Regions from separate parts of the Ovis aries genome. Here region 1 is linked to region 2. Evidence: chromatin contacts called from public Hi-C data. All regions are on one chromosome and are shown on one strand. Each heading gives the region's core, a stretch centred on a gene start, on an enhancer-like site or on the middle of the called end of the contact. The rest is flanking DNA. Distances are from core to core; before and after follow the strand shown. Region 1 holds the start of TARS1 (threonyl-tRNA synthetase 1). Region 2 holds the start of BRIX1 (biogenesis of ribosomes BRX1).

Region 1 (6,915 bases), core at 3,526-6,025, 1.1 Mb after region 2:
GGGATGACTCCTGGGAGGCCAGTTCCTTCCAGCGTCTGCCTGGTGAACTGAAAGCGTTTTCACTACACTTGTGAGGCCTCCAGGAGATTTGCCCTGGCTTAAAACCAGTCCCCAGTGGCAGGTCCAGGTGGACACAGTGTGAATGGGATGAAGGAATGGGGCTTTCTTTGGTTTCCCTTGTACTCAGTATAAGCTCAAACACCAAAGTCTCTCAATGTCTCATTGAATAAAATGGTCAGAGGGCTAGCACCCAATCTGGCAACTGAGTAATTATCACAGTCCTCTTTTTAGCAATGTTTGTTCTGTTTTTCATATCTAATCCCACAGATTATCTTACAATCATACTTCAGCTGTTTTTCTTTTTCAATAACAAGTAACCGCCAGTCTTTCTTTCCCTCTTAGACTTTCCTGGCTCTTCTCCCTGCTTTTCCATCTTGTGCTATCTTAAAATCCCATGAAAACCAAAAGACTCTCACACAGGACGAGTCTAAGACAGCTCCCTGCCCCGTCAATCTCTGATGAGAGTGCCCTGAAAACATTTACCTCTGCTCGACCCCCATCCCCTGATCCTTCTTTATTCTTCTTCTTGCTTCCTTCCTTTTGTTTCTCTTCACCAGCACCTACCTAAAGAAGCAAAAAAGACATGAAGGCTCTTTATTTTAATCTAATTTGACAGCCATCCAAGCTGCCCCTAGGAAAGTTTTGAGGATGTTATTTTAGCATCTGTTTTTTTAAAAAGCAGAAATCTGATTTTGAAAGAGGAGGAAATTTCACCACTGTCAAAGAGAAGTTCAGTTCAGTTCAGTTCAGTCACTCAGTCGTGTCCGACTCTCTGCAACCCCATGAATCGCAGCACACCAGGCCTCCCTGTCCATCACCAACTCCTATCACTCAAACTCATGTCCATCGAGTTGGTGATGCCATCCAGCCATCTAATCCTCTGTTGTCCCCTTCTCCTCCTGCCCCCAATCCCTCCCAGCAACAGGGTCCTTTCCAATGAATCAACTCTTCGCATGAGGTGGCCAAAGTACTAGAGTTTCAGCTTTAGCATCAGTCCTTCCAATGAGCACCCAGGACTGATCTTCTTTAGGATGGACTGGCTGGACTTCCTTGCAGTCCAAGGGACCCTCAAGAGTTTTCTCCAACACCACAGTTCAAAAGCATCAATTCTTCGGTGCTTAGCTTTCTTCACAGTCCAACTCTCACATCCATACATGACCACTGGAAAAACCATAGCCTTGACTAGATGGACCTTTGTTGGCAAAGTAATGTCTCTGCTTTTAAATATGCTATCTAGGTTGGTCATGACTTTTCTTTCAAGGAGTACACGTCTTTTAATTTCATGGCTGCAGTCACCATCTGCAGTGATTTTGGAAGCCCCCAAAATAAAGTCTGACACTGTTTCCACTGTTTCCCCATCTATTTGCCATGAAGTGATGGGACCAGCTGCCATGATCTTAGTTTCCTGAAGTTGAGCTTTAAGCCAACTTTTCACCTTCTTCTTTCACTTTTATCAAGAGGCTTTTAGTTCCTCTTCAGTTTCTGCCGTAAGGGTGGTGTCCTCTGTGGACTTCTTAGAATTCAGTTCAATGCCAGGAAGTCACAAGAAAGTTTTAAAGTAGTAAGTCTTGTGCAAGAAGACACCAACGGCAAGAACTAGTCTTAAGCAATGGTTCTCACCCAGAAGCAGTGCCCTGTTCAGTGAACATTTGGCGATGTCTGGAAACCTTTTTGCTTGTCACAACTGGGGAGTACAATTGGCATAGACTGGGTAGAGGTCAAGGATAGTGCTAAGCATCCAACAAGGCACAGGACAGCTTCCCACCACAAAGAATTATCCAGTCTGTAGTGTCAAGAGCACTGAGGTTGAGAAATACCGAACCACATTAAGGGATACTACAGAGAATGGCTATCCACTCTAGTGTTATTGCCTGGAGAGTCCCATGGACAGAGGAGCCTGGTGGGCTATACAATCCATGTTACTGTAAAGAGTTGGACATGACTAGCAACTAACAGTTGGACACAACTGAGCGACTTCACTTTCATTTTTCACTTTCATGCATTGGAGAAGGAAATGGCAAACCACTCCCGTGTTCTTGCCTAAAGAATCCCAGGGACGCGGGAGCCTGGTGGGCTGCTATCTATGGGGTCGCATAGAGTCGGACACGACTGAAGCGACTTAACAGCAGCAGCTAACAGTACTACACTAGTACAAAGAGTATCATCGTAGAAATAAATGACTTACCTCCCTCAGAGAGAAACATCCTCAGGCCAATTTCACCACATAAAAGTTTTACCATCTACAGAGTTCCTCCACAATCACCTTGGATTCTCACAGAAATACTGTGAGATGGCTATCATTATTCCCATTTTATACATGGTTAAATTAGAAAAAGTTAGATAATTTTTCTAGGTTCGGAAAACCTGTAAGTGGTAGGAAGGAAAGACACCCACCCAGAAGCTGACCGTGGTCAACTCTAAGGGAGGAAGTGATCTCCAGCAGTGAAGGCGTGTTAGGGCAGAACTGGGGGTGGGGGCGGGGCACAATACTTTAGTTTTGTAAATGTTTTTGACCTTTGAACTTTTTAAAAACAGTTCAAGATATATTCCGATACCATAAAATGCACCCACATAAAAAAATGCATAATTCAATGGTTTTTCAGTGTATTTATAGTTGCCCAACTATCACCACAATCAATTTCATTATCCCCAAAGGCAATCCTGTACACATTAGCAGTTATTCCCTCCTCCCTGATCTCCCCAGCACTTGGCAACAACTAATATTTCTGTTTCTATAGCCATGGAATACAAATGGAATCATACAATAAAGTTATTTGTGCCTGGCTTCTTTAAGCCAGTATACGATTTCAAGATCATCCACATTACATGTATCAGTACTGCGCTCCTTTTTACTATCAAATAACATTTCATTATTTTTCCATTTATCACTTGTGGACATTTTGATTGTTCTTTTCAATTTCATAAAACTTAGGACTTGCATCACTTAAAACACAAAACAAATTGTAAAAATATTACTCCAAATTTCCTTCTGAGCTAACACTTCCCCTACTCTGGGATTCAGGACTTAATGAACTTTTAAGGTTCATCTACGGACGACAATTGAACAATGAATACACCTTAAGACCATTCTAGTCAAGTAAAGTACTGACAGGATTCTAAGATTACCTGCATGCCTTCACTATATGATTAATATTATATTAATTATAATATGATAGTGAATATTATGTAATATATATTATATATAATATAATATATACTACATATAAGTAATATATAATAATAGAATATAATAGTGAACATTAATATTATTAATAACTAGCCAAGTATTCAGGTAAAAAGACGGATACAAAATTAATTGCAGGTCTATCTGAAAATTCAAAATGGAAAGAGAAGGAAACAATTCTGTTTTTCGGATTAAATGTTTTTGGTCACATGGATACTGCTAAATGAAATCAGCAATGATAAAGGAGAGAACTAACATCAAGTTTTTTCTGTATTCTAAAACACCTCTCCATTTGACAAATGAGGCTAGTGGCTCAAAAACAGTAAGTAACTTTCTATTTGCATACAGCTAGTAAACAGGATTTCCCTTGTGGCTGAGAGGGTAAAGAAACCGTTCGCAATGCGGAAGCCCTGGGTTCGATCTCTGGGTTGGGAAGATCCCCTAGAGGAGGGCAAGGCAACCCATTCCAGTATTCTTGCCTGGAGAAATCCATGGACAGAGGAACCTAGTGGGCTACAGTCCATAGGGTCGCAAAAAGTCGGACACGACTGAGCGAGCGACTAAGCACAGCACAGTGAACAGGAGAGCCACGATACTAAAATGGGTCTCTCTGGAACCCTGAGGTCCACTTCACCTTTCCTGTAACAACTGGAAACGTGACGGGGCAGCCGTTCTTTATTTCCAACGAAAACAGATCAAAGATGGGCAAGTGTACATACTATATATTTACGTAAAAGCGATCTGAACTTTCAACCCAAAAGTTGGCCCACTGAACAGGATTGGGAAGATGTTCCCAAGCAGAGTATGCCACTAAAGCGAAAAGTTCAGATGATGAGAAAAGTTCAAATGATGAACGTTTGTCAATGTGATAAGGCAAGCCTCCAGCATCGGGCAGGGGGGTGTGTAACTTCTCTAGAGTTTGCCAGGTGGGGTGGTCTCCACCGTTTATTATACACTTGGGCAGATATCGGTGACTTGGTTTTCCCTTTCTTAAACTGGGTCTTTTACCCGTACGTGGTTTCACAATTAAATGAGGCTCCGCAACATTCTTCCCGACTACAGGGAGCCAAAGACGCTAGTCTAGAAGCCCAAAGCTCTAGATTCTAATTCTGTCTCGGCTTCTAATTAGTTGTGTGGCTCTGAGCAAGACACTCAGCGTCCTCATCTAAAAAAATAGGATGGACCCAGAGATGATCTGCAAGGCCCTGCCCTGCTTTATGAATCTGCGATTCCTCTCTAAAGGGGACCCTGACTTGTCCGGGAGTTCTATCGCGACCCCCGCCCCAGGGTTCCTCCACCCCTCCCTCTCCCCACGTTGGGCAACACGGATACAAGAGCGCCAGCACTGCCTCCGCGCTCCACTCAGCCCACTCACCGGATTCTCCTCGTCTCCCATTTTCGCTGAAGGGCTACTGGCCTGCTCCTCGGACATCCACAAACCACCAAGAAAAAACTAAATCCCAGATCGACAGCCAGGAGGAAAGGACAGCCGTCCCCAAGCAGAAACGGTCAGTGGCGCCTGGGAGCACTGCGCTTGCGCCACGTGGTCCACAGCTGATGCAATCGGAAAGCGCCCAAACTCCGCCTCCTAACCTGATGGGAGAGCAGGCAGCTAATCGACAACGCGGAATGGAGGGCCCCCTTCTAGGAAATCAGGCCGCGGCTGGGCGGGAGAGGAAACTGCGGATAGGAAACTACAGATCCTGCACTCACTCCTGGCGGGTCATCTCCGGCGCCCAGAAGTCCGCAATGCGCGTGCGCCTTCTTCCGGGCTGACTCCACCTATTACTCCAGGACCCTTTCGGCCGCCGTAGAGAGCAAGACGCGCTAAGTTTGAGCTTCCGGGAAATTTCGGGTTGCCTGTTCCTGGCCCGCGATCAGACACTAGGGTAGAGGCCAGATTTCTCTGCTGCTTCGGCGCTACCTGACCTGGCGTGACTGCTGAGTTCTGCTGACTTTTCCCGGCTCTCAAGTCTATGGCAGTGAACCGAGCGAGGCCCTCCTTGCAATCCAGAGTTTCCAAGACCTAAGCCTTGTTGATCCGGGGACAAGCGCCTTTCCTCGGACATTCATTATTATTACACGCCACCTCATCTGTATTGCATCAGGGAGCATTTCCACAGAGCCTAGGCAAATGCAAAGAAACTTTACTTAAGGAAATAACCACGCCGACTCCGCGGATTCTCCCACACAGAGGTCTCAGTGTTTGGAATCGAATGGCTTTATTTTCATTTATTTTATCAGTCAATTTAAAACAGTCGCTGTTTTGAAATCAGAATAATAATGAGCTTGTTTACAGTTTATGTACTCCACTGAGTTTCATGGATTATACTTTCTAAATATCAGTCCTCGACAGCTTACTTCCTTCAGGGTCATCCTTTCACGACGTTCAATCAATAGCCTCCTAACCCGATTTCTTGGGTTCAGTTTTTTCGCATGCCAGCAGTTTATTTCTCAGTGAATTTCCTTTTATTATCCTTCCACAAGGGAGAATGCTGCTGCTGCTAAGTCGAGTCAGTCGTGTCCGACTCTGTGCAACCCCATAGATGGTAGCCCACCTGGCTCCCCCGTCCCTGGGATTCTCAAGGCAAGAACACTGGAGGGGGTTGCCATTTCCTTCTCCAATGCATGAAAGTGGAAAGTGAAAGTGAAGTCGGTCAGTCGTGTCCGACTCTTAGCGACCGCATGGATTGCAGCCTACCTCCATCCATGGGATTTTCCAAGCAAGAGTACTGGAGTGGGGTGCCATTGCCTTCTCCGACAAGGGAGAATAGTCTTTTTAAAAAAATACAAATATGATCATGGCAACTTCTAGATTAAAACTCTTCTTTAAGTGGTTTTCAGTGTAAAGAAAGTCATGGTTTTGAAGGCGTCTGACTGCCCAGCTTTTTCACTTCCCCACCGTACACTGAACTGCAACCTTAGTGACATTATTATTTCTCGGGTCTTCCTATTGGGGCTATACTCATTCTCATCTCTGCCTGCCCCACATACTTTTAACCTAAATCGTTTTCTTTGGGGGACAATTTCTTGACCACTCTTACTGGGATGGAGTAAGTCTCCCTGTTACATATTCTGGTAGCTTTCTGTAGCGCTCTTTATAGTGCAATTGTGAAGCCACTTCAGCTTTACAATTAAAAAATTATTTTCTCAATTTGAAAACTTCACAAAAGTACAACTTGTGTGTTTTTGCCAGCATCTAGCAGATAAAAGCCTGGCACACAATTGATGTTCAATACATGTTGAAGGAATTAATGAGTGTTGAGACAATCCTTCCTTGAGAAACTACCTGTTAATCTGGATTGTGAAAGAAAGAAGCCCAAACCTCTATACTAATGAGATTGAGAAGAAGGTCTATAATTAGAGTAGGTTATTGGTAGTACTTGGTGGACATTCTCTTTAAGAAGTTCCAGAAGTTAGACACAATTTTATAGCCTTAAGTAAATCAATCTGACTTCCCATATTTAAATCACAATGAGAATCAGCAGGATCTAGTCTTTGCATCTAAGGCAAAACAGTTTAATTGTGCTCATTAGTGTTTTCCTGACTTATACCTAAATTGTAAATGAGAATAATGAGACCAAGAAGATCAAGATACTGAATTTAGTAGAGGCAGAACAGTGTTAGTCCCTCAGTAGTGTCTAACTGTGACCCCATGGACTGCTGCCCAC
Region 2 (6,202 bases), core at 520-3,019:
TAGTCCTCCCTACCAAGAGCTCCTCCAATAGACAAGGTGGACTACCCCCTGCTTGCTCCAATCACATCTTTATCTTCCAGGGTTTTCTAAACAAAGTTCAAAATGACACAGCTTAACACTAGATTCTGAAGTACATTTATATTTCTACCTACACTTTAGCCAATTTGGCTTTTTTTTCCCAAGTCCAGCACTTCATCCACTTCAACGCCTCTGATTAGTTTTTTTCTCTCCCTCTGGACTTATATTGTTCCCTCTTATTTCTAAACATCGAAATTTTGGCCTCACCTTGGGATCCAATTCAAAGGCTGAATCCTTCATGATCCCTTACCTGGTTATTCTAAAGGAATGTTTATCTCCTGCACTTAAATAAAAAATTTCATATTATGACTCAGATGACAGATACCATCACATTTCTTTTTAGTTCCTTAAGGGAAGAGTGAAAATACTAACATTTACAGAAAATCTACAAGAAGTCCAGTTTACTCTTCACAAAAAGTAAACTACATTTTCTTCCTTAATTTGCAAGTGAGAAGAGTTCAAAATGTCCCCGTTAATTAATATCAGGGTTAGAATGCAAGCTAATCTTTCATTCCTCAAAGCTAACTCCTTTCCCAGTGCTTGCCACATTTACCCATCATTCACTACGCGGTATATACAGATCTATGCTAAGCTGTGGTGGAGGTGGCAGGAGAGGACAGAAGGAAATCACTAAATCAGACCAACTGTCTCCACAGTATTTTATCTAGCTTAAGGAGCTCTCAGATGAATGAAAGATTCAACAACTTGTGTTCACCTTCTTCTGAATAAAAACCACCAACTTGAACGTATCAGTTCTTAGTTTCCTTCTAAACTCCAACATTTTAGGAGAAAGTGGTCTCGCAATCCCGAAGCACGGAAAACTTAACTTCTTACAGTGCTTGGCATATTAAAACTTTGACGAGTACACCTAAAACTCATAGTATCTACTCTAGTTTTTCGTACCCCTTGAGAGTTACAAATCAAACAAGTTGGGGATGGAATGGGAATGAGGTTCAAGAAAGAATGGTTATATGTGTACTTTTGGCTGATTCACGTTGTTGTACATTACAAAACTGTACAACACGACATTGTAAAGCAATTAAAAGTAAAATTTAAAAAATCACGTCTAAAGCATAGTCCCAAAGGACAGTAGCTTTTTAAAGAACCGCATAACCAACTTCAACATTCAAAATACGGGAATATTCTGGATATCCCATCACTGGAAGGGATATATACTCGAGGGAGACAAGCAAGTTTAAGGAAGAATTCCTTCCTCCGACAACAACAAAAAACGAAGGAAATGAAGACCAAACACTGTAACAGTCCCCGAAAGTCGCTTCTCGGCGAGGCAGGTAACATCTTTGAAATCGGTCAAGTTGCTCAGTCAGCAGCCTGCCAAGAATGCAGCCACGTGCACTAGGGTTAGACGTAAACGCGGCAGCTGGTCCCGCCGGGAGAACCGAGACGAAGCTCCCGTTTAACACCCCCAGCATCTCTGAAACCCCCCGAGCGGGAATCAGGTAGGTACCACAACGAAAGCGCGTGGAGCCGCGGCCGCAAAGCCTCCTTTACCTTGCAAACTGGGCCTGGGATACGATCTTTCTCTTCTTCCGCCGCCTCCTCTGATACTTCGTTAGGCTTAGCCGGCAGCTTGCCATCTTTCGCGTCTCTTTTCAGCTTTTTCGCCTGAACCGCCAAGCCTCCACGCCGTTTCCTCTTGGTCGCTGCCATCTTGCCCCGCGCCTTCACTCTGGGCCTTCCTTCCGGCTCTGCCGGTCGCTCCGCCTTCCTGTCTCTATGGTCCCGGTCTCCAGCTCCACAGTCCTGCAGCTCTATGGTGCCTCTTTTCCGTCTTTATGGTACGGCCCGGTCGGCTCTCTAGGCCTCTTCTATCTCTGTGGTGACGGTGGCCGAGGTGGCCGGCATATCTGAATAGAGTGGCGGGAGCCGCTCCACTTCCTCCGCAGTTTTTTAGGCGCTGCGTCCGGGCGCTGCACAAAGGTAGGGTTTCGGCCCTGGGGATCCCAAGACAAGTCTGTAAGCGGGTCGTGGGCTGGTGAGTGGTGGTGGCTGGTTGTCTGGGTCTCTTGGAGGACCTTCCAAGGACTCAAGCCCGCCCCCCTAGCGCATATCCTGTTAGAAGTAAGATTGGAGGCGAAGGACAGCTCTTTTCTGACTGAGGAAGCGGAGCCTCTGTTTGGCTTGGCGAAACTAACCCCCAGTGACCGTGTTAGTTGCGTATTTCTGTCCTTCGTAACTTTTCGTGTTACTGTCCCCTTACTAAAGACGACGAAACCCTAGTTTACAGGGTAATTTCCCCCAAAGTTAGAGATAGTTAAGTGGCAGAGGTGGGGTTTCAGTCCCTTCTTCGAGGCTTCTTCCACTCGGCTCAGCGCAGGTTGAAATCGCGGGCCTCGTCAGCCTGTACAGGGAGTTTTATTGTCCGATCTCATCAGGAGCATCCCTCGGGGCCGAATGCGCCGTGGACCATGCCCCTCCTAACCCAGAGGATCCCAGACGAGAATGATTACTGCTTAGTGGCCAGCCTTGACAACGTCAGGAACCTCTCCACTATCTTGAAGGCTATTCATTTCCGAGAACATGCCACGTGTTTCGCTACTAAAAATGGAATCAAGGTTACAGTGGAAAACGCAAAATGTGTACAAGCAAATGCTTTTATTCAGGTATGGAAGTTGGCACCTTTAATCCAGTGACATATGACATTCTTCACCCAGCTCAATGAATTCCAAGGGTCCTCATTTAAGTTGGAGCACAAAATATCATTATTTGAATTCTTTTTCTCTCCTGATAACAAATCCTTTTCCTATCCTGTTTTACAGAGATAATGGTTAATAATGTCTAAAATGTATTAAACTGTAGGTGGGCACTTTTCCTGAGTGTTTTGTATGTTTATGTGTTTAAATACTTTAATCCTCACAACAACAGTGGTTTAGATGTAGTTTCTTTAGTTCTAGGTAACATATGTTTACTATGAGCAAGGGTACTGAAGTTCCTATAACTACAGATCATCAGCACTTTTTCTCACATAACTCGAAAACTGAAACGATTTGTGTTTGAACTGTCAGTTGGTGTCTGTACTAGAATGAGTGCTTTTGTGTAGAAAATGACAATGTCCATCATGAGTGCCAAAACTGTCCTGATGGCAGCTAAACTTTGAAGTGGTCTTTGAATACTTTTAATAAATGTATTTTGATAAATTTTAAAAAAAAGTCACAACAGTCCTATGAGGTGGTTCTATTATTATTCCCATTTTACATTTGTGGAAACTGAGATACTATGTAAGTGACTTGTCAGCAGTCCTATAGCTGGCGAGTGGCTTAGTTGGGATGAGAACCCACAACATTTGTTTCTGTAGTATATGCTCTTTTGCACTACTTCCCTATTATTATTTTTTCCTCTTCTTGGTTATAATCTGTTTGTTCTTACAAAGTAATAGTTGTATGGTTCAGATAGGATTTCACATTTAATTTAGCATTTTTTTGGAACACCTAAGGGCACAGTATGACCTCAGGTATAGAGGGATTAATCAGACATGGTTCCTGTCCTCAAAAGAAATTGAGAGTCAGTTATTACTCATGCATTGTCTAATTTGTTTGGCTCTTTTCCACACGACCTTAGCCCAACTGATAGGTACAAAAAGGAGACAAGGGAGAGTCATGTAGGAGATAGCTTAGCTCCAAGGAGCTAGATGAAGGACCTTTTCATAAAGTTTTGCATCAGACTGAAATCAGTTATACCTTCAACTACTGAGTAGTAGTATTCTAGTGGATCTCAGTTGAAAAAGTTTAAGATGTGTTTGATAATCAGAAATTATTTTCATGGGTTTAGCACAATATTGTTATTTTAAAAACATAAAGTGAGCTCTAGAATTGTATATGTGCATTTTCATTCTTTAACATACATTTTCACATTTACTTTTTTTTTATAGGCTGGAATATTTCAAGAGTTTAGAGTTCAAGAAGAGTCTGTTACTTTTCGAATTAATTTAACTGTCCTTTTAGACTGTTTGTCTATTTTTGGATCAAGTCCTGTGCCAGGTGAACTATTTTATTGTCATTATAATAACATAAAAGCATTTCTGGATGGTCAGAAAAATACAGGAAAATTATTAGAATATAAGTAATATAAACATTTGTTTAAAAAATTAATTGCCAATTTGTTTTTCATTTGCCACAATCATGTATTCTGATTTTTCATAATATTAGTAGATGCTAATGGTTCTTATATTTACATTCACCTTTTAATTTATAAAGCTTTTAGGATTTTAAATTTGAACTAATCAAAAGAATACTTTGAACATGTCTTAAATATGTTTAACATTGAGAAATATATTTTAATTGCTTCTTTTCCCTAATTTGTCAAGAATTATAGTTAGTGGCAGAGAAAATAGATACCAGTTGTCCTGACTCCCAGTTCACTGTGTTTGACATTTGCTCCTTTTTCTTTAAGCCCTATTTATAAATTAAGTTTATTTTCCTAAATGCTTTTCTTTAAAATAGTCATATACTTTTAGAAATAGTTAAAACTACAGGGAAACCCCAGAAGGATGATTTTTACTTCATAGGAAAGGATCAGTTATGGTCCTCTAGAAAATATGTTTTAATTTTGTACTGACAATTCCATTATTATTGGAATTGGTTAAAATTATAATTTTCTAATGCAGTGATCCCCAACTGGTTTTCCATAAAAGCACCTGCCTTCTTCCATTCCTCAGTGTGGTTCTCCACCCAGTAAGAAAGAGGAGTCGAGTGTCCTGTCATATTCCTTCTCCTCTTTATTGTTTTGCAGAGCTAAAACCCTAACCTCCATTAATCACCCTTTTTCTCCCAATTAGACCTTAAGACAGAGAAGGCAATGGCACTCCACTCCAGTACTCTTGCCTGGAAAATCCCATGGGCAGAGGAGCCTGGAAGGCTGCAGTAAATGGGGTCGCTGAGGGTCAGACACGACTGAGCGACTTCACTTTCACTTTTCACTTTCATGCATTGGAGAAGGAAATGGCAACCCACTCCAGTGTTCTTGCCTGGAGGATCCCAGGGACGGCGGAGCCTGGTGTGCTGCTGTCTGTGGGGTCACACAGAGTCGGACACGACTGAAGTGACTTAGCAGCAGACCTTAAGATGTGGTAAAATATAAAGACTATCTCCCAGTAGAAAACGTTGAGAGGGTCCTTATCACAGGGAATACATTGATGTTATCATAAGACAATATGAAAGCAATTCATTGTTAACACAGATTGAACCCTCAAGAATAGCATAGTCTATCCTATAACAGTTATTATTAATACATGCAATATAGACTGTATAGATTCTCCATCCTAAAGTTGTATATTTATATATAATCACCTAGCTATCTCTGAAGTGTTTTTTTTTTTTTTTTTTGCAACCTGGAAAACAATTTCAAAGAGTATTTTATTCCCAGTTTTTTTGCAGCTATTTTTGGAATTGTCTACACACAACTATCATCAGGGAAGATGTGATCCTTTCTCATAAGGATATACATATATATATGCTAGAAATGGACACGGTATAATATTCTTGAGTTTTAGGCATGATTTGAGGAGAAGCTGAGCCCAGAGCTCTAAAACTAAGCCCAGAGTGTGATTTGTTTGCTTTGCAGGGACTTTTACTGCACTTCGGATGTGTTACCAAGGTTATGGTTACCCTCTGATGCTGTTTCTAGAAGAAGGAGGTGTGGTGACAGTGTGCAAAATCAATACTCAGGAGCCTGAAGAGACTCTGGATTTTGATTTCTGCAGCACCAATGTCATTAATAAAATTATTCTGCAGTCAGAGGGGCTCCGTGAAGCATTCTCCGAGTTGGATATGACGAGTGACGTCCTGCAGATCACCATGTCTCCAGATAAACCTTATTTCAGGTACTTGAAAGCCCTGCAGTCCTAGTTAATGTAGTTTACTCCATCTACCTGCTTACACATTTGCTTAGGATGCAAAGTTTTTGTTACCCGGGATACAAGAATTTTCAGAACTTCAGCGAGCTTCTACTCTTACTTCATACTTTTATGTGTCAGGACACTAGAAGACCCAGGAAGACTCACTCACTATTGAAAGCTTCATAGGTAGTGCTGGTTTCTAGAAGAGTAGCCCCATCTCTGAGTTCATAAACTAGTCATTTCAGTGCTGTACTACTTACCATTATAGAT

The links. Hi-C and Micro-C count contacts between places; a contact is called where the count stands out from the background.
Region 1: a contact with region 2 is called in a Hi-C map of muscle, with 4 times the contacts expected there. The contact joins the promoter of TARS1 here to the promoter of BRIX1 in region 2. A contact is called at or near these places in 3 of 16 Hi-C or Micro-C datasets (blood, muscle and tail adipose tissue).

Annotation. Positions count from the first base shown.
Region 1 is chr16:40,486,243-40,493,157 of ARS-UI_Ramb_v3.0, forward strand. TARS1 (threonyl-tRNA synthetase 1) reads right to left here and starts at 4,776. Exons shown (of 18, transcript XM_060400549.1): 1 at 4,620-4,776; 2 at 544-624. The coding sequence starts at 4,676.
Region 2 is chr16:39,399,056-39,405,257 of ARS-UI_Ramb_v3.0, forward strand. It overlaps BRIX1 (biogenesis of ribosomes BRX1), which reads right to left and starts at 1,770. Exons shown (of 10, transcript XM_004017057.5): 1 at 1,591-1,770. The coding sequence starts at 1,749. RAD1 (RAD1 checkpoint DNA exonuclease) reads left to right here and starts at 1,802. Exons shown (of 6, transcript XM_042233890.2): 1 at 1,802-1,877; 2 at 2,475-2,702; 3 at 3,968-4,076; 4 at 5,659-5,917. The coding sequence starts at 1,875.